2 separate regions of the Macaca mulatta genome follow, and region 1 is linked to region 2. The links are chromatin contacts, called in public Hi-C maps. All regions are on one chromosome and are shown on one strand. The core of a region is the stretch at or near the end of the contact, and the rest is flanking DNA. Distances in the headings are between cores, read along the strand shown. Region 1 holds the start of ARID5A (AT-rich interaction domain 5A). Region 2 holds the start of SNRNP200 (small nuclear ribonucleoprotein U5 subunit 200).

The links. Hi-C and Micro-C count contacts between places; a contact is called where the count stands out from the background.
Region 1: a contact with region 2 is called in a Hi-C map of cortical neurons, with 3 times the contacts expected there. The contact joins the promoter of ARID5A here to the promoter of SNRNP200 in region 2. A contact is called at or near these places in 3 of 14 Hi-C or Micro-C datasets (blood, cortical neurons and fetal cortex germinal zone).

What each region holds. Positions count from the first base shown.
Region 1 is chr13:5,196,533-5,200,178 of T2T-MMU8v2.0, reverse strand. ARID5A (AT-rich interaction domain 5A) reads right to left here and starts at 2,164. Exons shown (of 6, transcript XM_028832153.2): 1 at 2,083-2,164. It also overlaps the pseudogene LOC144333669.
Region 2 is chr13:5,040,536-5,044,542 of T2T-MMU8v2.0, reverse strand. It overlaps SNRNP200 (small nuclear ribonucleoprotein U5 subunit 200), which reads left to right and starts at 2,715. Exons shown (of 45, transcript XM_015112857.3): 1 at 2,715-2,868; 2 at 3,390-3,553. The coding sequence starts at 2,824. It overlaps LOC114671863, which reads left to right. Exons shown (of 2, transcript XM_028832152.2): 2 at 1-129.

The DNA of each region.
Region 1 (3,646 bases), core at 915-3,414, 160 kb before region 2:
GGCCACACAGCTCTCAAGCCTAAGGGTCTGCTGGAGGCGCACACCCCTTTCCTTCTCTCCCTCCCTCCCCATCTTTCTGCTGCCCGCCCCATTCACCCTGGGTGTGATGGGAAGGAAGTGACACTTCCTTTCATGAAAAGTCACCGACTGGGAACAGTGCGTCAATTACCACAATAATGGTAACAGCAGCCTCAATAACAACCAGCAGACGCCGCCCCGCCCCCTCGGCTGAGGTTGTTGGCTTAAGTTTCTCTGAGCTTGAGCTGGAGCGAAACAAAGACAGCCTTTGAAGCGGCGAAACGGCCGGTCCACTTGGCAGCGCGAGAGCGGCGGCCAGGCCGAGTCTCCGCGGAGCTTGGTCCAGGAGTCTGGGGACGGGGCGCCTGCCAGGGGCTGAGCTGGAGCCAGCAATGAGAAGAAACGCCATGGGCCTGGGACCCCCACTCCATACCGGGGCACAGGTGCAGCTCAAGCCACAACCCGGCCTCAGTACCTCAGCTTGGGGGAGGGCGAGAGAGACAGGGTCTGGGAGCAGCTGAGGCCACAAGAGCCACCAGAGGGTACAGAAGGGGAAGGAGGTTCGGGGGACACTGAATGTGAGGCTATCAACTTCCAAGCCCCACTCTCCCTGTCCCTCTTACCAGGCTCTGGGATGTCCTAAAAGCCCCAATTCCAGGATGGGGCTGTCCCTCCCCACTGAGTCTGGACCACATTTGGTGGTGACAGTGAGAGCTCCTCAGATGGCTTCATGTGTCCCCATTCCACCTACGGGACAGAGGCTCAGAGGTGCCAGGTGACGTCTCCCAACTATAGAGGCAGATTGTCGGAGGCCCTTTCTACCTCTGCCACACCAAGTGCTAGGCCCCAGGCGGGTCCCTACGGCCTGGACTGGGCTCTGAGCTCTGCCGTGGGGTGAAGTCCTCGAGCCCCATCTCCCACCCCTCCTGTGCTCTAGCGTTGCCTGTAGGCAGAGACGCCACCTTGCGTGTGGGCTCCCACCAGTGGGGCCCGGGTGGCGCAAGAGGCACCTGTTGTCCTCCCCTGGGGCCCGCGGAGCCCTCTTTACTGACCCAAGACTCCGCAGCGCCTCGGGACCCCCCGTGCCCTCGGGGGTCCTGCATCGCGCAAACCCCACCACGCCGGCGCTGGGCGGAGGAAGACGCGACCCCAGACCGGGCGACCCCTAGACACCGCGGAGGGACTGAGCGCGGGCCCGGGTTGCCCCGCTGCTCCCACCGAGCGCGAAGCCGGGCATCGCTGCCCGCGCCCTTGCCCTCTTCCCCGGCGCTCCCCACCCGCCGCCCCGTCCCTTCTGCAGACCGAGGGAAAAGAAGGGGACACACAAGGGACAGGAGAGGAACCAGGGAAGCGACCCCTCTCCTGCGGGGCTGCGGCGGGTGGGCGGGGAGACGGGAGAGGGAAAGAGAGAACGGAAGAGAAGGAATGGGCAGGGGCGCGAAGCCGGGCGCCCCGGACCATCGGCGCAGCCCGCGGCCGAAAGAGGAACCGTGGAGCCTTCACAGCGCATTGAGCAAGTTCTTCGCACCCGCGCAGCCCCTGCAGGAAACGGCGCCGCAGAGGGAAGGGCCGCGCGCCCCGGACCCGGAGTCTGCGCCCGCCCGGCGGCGCCGCGGTTCGGAAACCCGCGGGGTGTCAGGGGCGGAGGGCGGCCGCCGGCAGCTGTCACAACACAGGAGCTGAGCCCGGCTCGCGGGGGAAACCGCAGCAGGAAGTGGGACGACAGCGCCGTGCCGGGCTCGGCACATTTCAGGCAAGAGACGGCGAAGAGAGTTTCGAGATAAACGCCCGGGAAGCCCCTGGCCGCCAAAACTTTTTGTCTTTCCTTTTCTCGAAACGCGCGCGGACGCCCGGCCTCACCCCTTCCGCGCCGGCCGGGAGCGCTGAAGCCGCGGGCCGGGCTCGCTCCCTTCGGCCCGCGCCCCGCAGCCCACCGCGGACCCCTTTCCGCCCCGCACAGCGCCCCGACCGCCACGAGGGCTGGAGGGGACCCGGCGCCGGCACCTGGGCCCTCCCTGCAGGGCCGCCGAGCCCCGGCCCGGGCCGCGCCGTGGAGCCGCTTACCCATGGCCCGGCGACGTCCCGCGGCACTCGCCCCGAGACCCTCAGCGCGCGGCTGTCCGGATCCCGCGCTCTCTGAGCTACTGACTCGCGGCGCCGCCCGCCGGCCGCCTCCCCGCAGCCCCGCCCCGTCCCGCCCCTGCTCGCCCCACTCTGGGCTCCCATTGGTGGGCCCGGCTCCGTCGTGCGGGGGAGGCGTGGGGTGGGGGACGTTCCCGCGCCCGGGGACCTCTGGGAATTGTAGTGCGTGCCCCTGGCCTCTCGGCTTTCAGAGTGGGGCCCATGGAAAAGGCTACTCACCTAGAGGAGCGGAGGCAGGACCCCCAGGAATCATTGATGCCTTGTGCCTCAGTTTCCCTGGAGGCAAAACTAGAGCCTTGGAAAAATCCTCCTTGCTTTCAGCAGAGCACTGAGGGCTCTGTGGAGCGAGCAAAGTGCTTCTGACTTTGATTTGAAAGTGGCCCTGTGCAGGCCGGGCGCGGTGGCTCAAGCCTGTAATCCCAGCACTTTGGGAGGCCGAGACGGGCGGATCGCGAGGTCAGGAGATCGAGACCATCCTGGCTAACACGGTGAAACCCCGTCTCTACTAAAAAATACAAAAAAAAAACTAGCCGGGCGAGGTGGCGGGCGCCTGTAGTCCCAGCTACTCGGGAGGCTGAGGCAGGAGAATGGCGTAAACCCGGGAGGCGGAGCTTGCAGTGAGCTCAGATCCGGCCACTGCACCCCAGCCTGGGCGACAGAGCAAGAGCAAGACTCCGTCTCAAAAAAAAAAAAAAAAAAAAGAAAGTGGCCCTGTGCATTTCCCATTCCCCACCTAGGCCAACAAAGAAGGCCAGGTGAGGAATCCCTGTGCTTTGGGAGGCGGAGGCGGGAGGCTCACTTGAGCCCAGAAGGTCGAAGCTGTAGTGTGTTGCAATCACACCACTGCACTCTATCCTGGGCAACAGACGGAGACACGGAGACCCTGCCTCAAAAAAAAAGAAAAAAAAAAGGAGAGGTGGTTAGTGTGAGCTAGACAAGGACCGAACTAGGAAATCCTTGGCCTAGGTTCTGTGGCCAGGCCTGCCAGTAATAGTCAATGCCCACATACATAATGCAGACAGAGTGTGGCAGCTACAAGCTGAGTAGTCCTAAGAGGGGGCATGAGTTCAGGCTGTGGGAGGTGGGAATGAGGCCTAGGGTGAATGGAGGCAGGAGGAGGTGCCCAGCCAGCCATAGCAGCAACCTGGACCTGTGCAGGCCAAAGAGGAAGAAACGGAGGCTCAGGGTTTCCGTCTCAGCAGGTGGTTACCTAGGACGGGAACACTGTTCCTAGCACATAGAAGCTACACAGAAATCTTCGTTGATGAATTTTAATACTCATAATAGCTGTATGCACTTCACACCATCATTGTCCTCATTTTGTAGGGTAAAACTGAGGTCTGAGAGATCAGCTCAAGTAACACAGCTGGTAGGTGTTGGAGCCAGAGCTAGACCCAGGAAGAGGAGCCCTCATACCCAGGCATCCCCCCCACCCACTTTGCACCCATTACTGACCACTTGTCATACTGGTGCCCCTCCTCACACT
Region 2 (4,007 bases), core at 1,466-3,965:
AATGTATGCTAAAGTGGAACTTTACAAATGCTTGTCACATATACACTCAATTTTTGCTTAATCTAAGTGTTCTAATCAAATACATGCTATGAAGATGTGAAAAACAAATAAAACTCCTCAGACAAGAAACATGCTATGGCTTCCTGTTGTCTCCTAAATAAAGTAAAAACTCTTCACAATGGCATTTTTTTTTTGAATGGAGAGATTAAGATTAGACTCTCTCTCATCACATTGTTTCATTCTTTACATTTGCCCTGCAGTCAGCTTAATGGAGTTCTTAACAGTACCCAAGATACACCTGTGTCTTCCCGCCTTCATGCTTTTTCTTTTTCTCTGTCCCTGTGAAATCCCCCACCTCCTGCCTCCACGGAAATCCTCAGCCACCCTTTGCATCACAGCTATAAAGCCTCACAGGCGCTCCTAAGTCAGAAGTGATTTCCCACAGTGCCCCCTTGTGGCACTGACTGCATTCTGCCTTTTTCTTTTTCTTTTTCTTCTTTTTTCCTTTTTCAGAGATGCAGTTCTTGTTCTGTTGCCCAGGCTGGAGCACAGTGGCTACTCACAGGCATGATCATACCGCACTATGGTCTGGAACTCCCGGGCTCAAGCAATCCTCCTGCCTCTGCCTCACAGGTGGGTACCACCATATTTGTAGTTTTACTTCTCCTGTGAGACTTGAACTCCTCAAGGGTCTTATCTATGCCTTGTCTTTCTCTGAGTCCCTGAAAGTGCTCACAGAGCACATACAAATATTTGAGACATAATTAAATGAAGTGACAGGTCTTTAGATACAGAAATGCAGGACCCAGGCAAAAGTCTGGGTAACCTGTGCAGGCCTGGGGTTGGGGAGCAGCGAATTCAGTTCATCTTTGGAGAGAGACAGCACGTGGACTGAAACAAAGCTAAATTCCCTTGCTCTGAGCCCATCTTGGTAACTAATGTCATCCCGGGGGTCTGTACCTGCCAGGGTGCCCCCAGTCCTTTAGCTTCCTGAGGATAATCCTCTATTAAAAATTGTCTAAAAACAGACCGGGCATGGTGGCTCACACCTGTAATCCAGCACTCTGGGAGGCCGAGGTGGGAAGATTGCTTGAGGCCAGGAGTTCAAGACCAGTCTGCGCAACACAGCGAAACCCCATCTCTACCAAAAATACAAAAATTAGCTGGGTGTGGTGGTGCACACCTGTAGTCCCAGCTACTGGGAAGGCTGAGGCGGGAGGATGGTTTGAGCCCAGAAGTCGAGGCTACAGTGAGCTGAAACTGTGTCACTGCATTCCAGCCTGGGCAACACAGCCAGACCCTGTTTCCAAAAAAATTGTCTAAAAACAACTTTAGAGAGACAAAAACTATACACTATAAAATTCTTTATTTATTTATTTATTTTTGAGATATAATCTGGCTCTGTCGCCAGGCTGGAGTGCAATGGCACGATCTCAGCTCACTGCAACCTCTGACTCCCTGGTTCAAGTGATTCTCCTGCCTCAGCCTCCCGAGTAGCTGGGATTACAGGCCCGTGCCACCACATCCAGCTTATTTTTTTGTATTTTTAGTGGAGATGGGGTTTCACTATGTTGGCCAGGATGGTCTCGATCTCCTGACCTTGTGATCCGCCCGCCTTGGCCTCCCAAAGTGCTGGGACTAGACCCCTTCCCCCATTTTCAACAAGTTGGCCCAGGAAGTTTCCCCGAGCCCCTTCCCCAGAGTGAGGAAGCATGGCTGTCATTTTTCTTTTCTATCTTTTTAATTAAAAAATTGTTTTCATTTTGTGGGGGAAGAGTCTTGCTATGTGGGTCAGGCTGGAGTGCACTGGCACAATCCTAGCTTGCTGCAGCCTTGAAGTCCTGGGCTCAAGCAATCCTCCTGCCTCAGCCTTCCAAGTTGTTGGGACTACAGGCACACACTACCAGGCCTGGCTACTTTTTTATTGTTTGAAGAAACAGGGCCTCACTATGTTACCCAAGCTGGTCTCAAACTCCCGGCCTCAAGCAATCCTCTTTCCTCAGCCTCCTAAAGTGCTGGGATTACAAGCATGAGCCACCACATCCAGCCTGTTGTTCTCTGGCCCTGCCTGCACCGGTTTCCCCGGGCGGCAGACAGGGCCCTGCCATAGAATGTCACCGACAACTGGGAGCGGACGGGGGCCCCGGCCCTGTTCGTTCCGCTGGGTGAGAACGAGGGTCTTGGGGCCACCGGTTTAGCTGGGACGGGTGGGGGACAGCAGCTTTCTTTTTCAATTGTTCAACACAGAAGAGAAACCCAAAGCAAGACGCCAATCATTAAAACACGCAGACACAGACACACGCGCACGTGACCTCGCTCGCTGGGTGCTTTCGTTACCTCAAACGGAAACGGGACTTTTCAGGCCCTCTTTTCCTGCCTACCTCATGGGACTGTTGCCAAAGAGGAAGGAAGCGGAAGGAAAGGTCTTGGGACGGGACAGGGGCTAAGCGGCCGTACGTTCGTTACGATGTGAGGGGTGCCGGGGGGCTGGAGACTGAGGTCGGGGAAAGCACGGGCCCTGGGTCCTTGGGGCCTGCGGGCGGCCGGAACCAGAGTGCGCGGGTCTAGGGATTCGGGGACCCAAATGCACCAGGCCCACACATCCCACTCAGAGGGCTGCGGGAAGCCCCGCGCATACGCCAGGGACACGCCCCGCCCACACTTCCGGGGCGCGACCCGGAAGCGGAAGGGAGCCCGTTTCTTTTCCTTCCCCCAGTGCGTCTTTCCTGCGTCGTACCGGCGCGGCGGGAGCGGAGGTCCACGGCCGTTTGCAGCGTGCGGCTGGGGGGCGTGGAGGCCTGAAGCCTCCAAGCAGCCGCGGCCATGGCGGATGTAACCGCCCGTAGTCTGCAGTACGAGTACAAGGCGGTACGTTTGGGCTCGTGGGAGGATTCCAGGCTCAGGAGTCCAGTGGGGAGGGGGAGGCTGAAAAAGAGAGTTTCAGTCTGAAGGCCTCCAGGAGAGCCACGAAAACGGAGGGGAAGTGGAATCGCGGTGAAGGTGGGGGTTATTTGATGACGTGAATAACCTACGGGGGTCTGGGGAGTGCTAAGATCTCTCTAGGAGGAGTTTCTCGAGTCCCTTCAACGCTAAGCCCGCCCCCTTCCACACTTCACTCCCAACCCACTCACCACTTTTCCCAGATGTGGGTTATGATGGGCACTGTTAGGAACAAGAATTGCTTAGCTGATTCGACAGGCCGTAAGACTTATTCAGCTCTATGCTTCTGCACAGCGTCATACCATGCAGTTCTTAAGGAAAATATCATTATTACGATTAGCGATTATAAGCAACTAGCTACTACGATTCTTCCATCAGCTGGGGTAACTGTGATAGTAGGAACTGGCCCTGCTCATGTCAAAGCTTCAATAATGTTTTGATCTTTTCAGAACTCAAATCTTGTGCTCCAAGCTGACCGCTCTCTCATTGACCGGACCCGCCGGGATGAACCCACAGGAGAAGTGCTGTCCCTTGTTGGGAAGCTGGAGGGCACACGTATGGGAGACAAGGCTCAACGGACCAAACCGCAGATGCAGGAGGAAAGAAGAGCCAAGTGAGTGCTAAGGGAATACTATTTTTTCCTTCAGATCCAAAGTCTCTTCTCTTTAACATTCGAGCAGCATTTTGGCCGGAATGCTTGGTGTAAGATCAGTGGCATTAAAACGGTTTAGTGAAGGTAAAAACAGAACAGGAGAGTTTAAAGATTTTTTTGGCCTTAAAAAGTGTACCTAAAGTGGAAAATAACTTGTTGGTACCTTTTTCTTACATGTGTGTTTCTAGTTCATAGACAGATATTACTTTTCTTCAGGGTATTTTCAAGACCCTTGCTATTCCTATGTCTCAGTAATTCTTTTTCTTTTTCTTTTTTTTTCCATTACTAACTTTCTACCCCTATTTTTTCCCTTTACTCTTGTCCACTTCTTACCTATTTTGTTGTTACAAACTAATTTAAGCATCCATGGTATGAAAGACAGTTTTTTTTCTTATTTTGCATTTTTTTTCTTTTT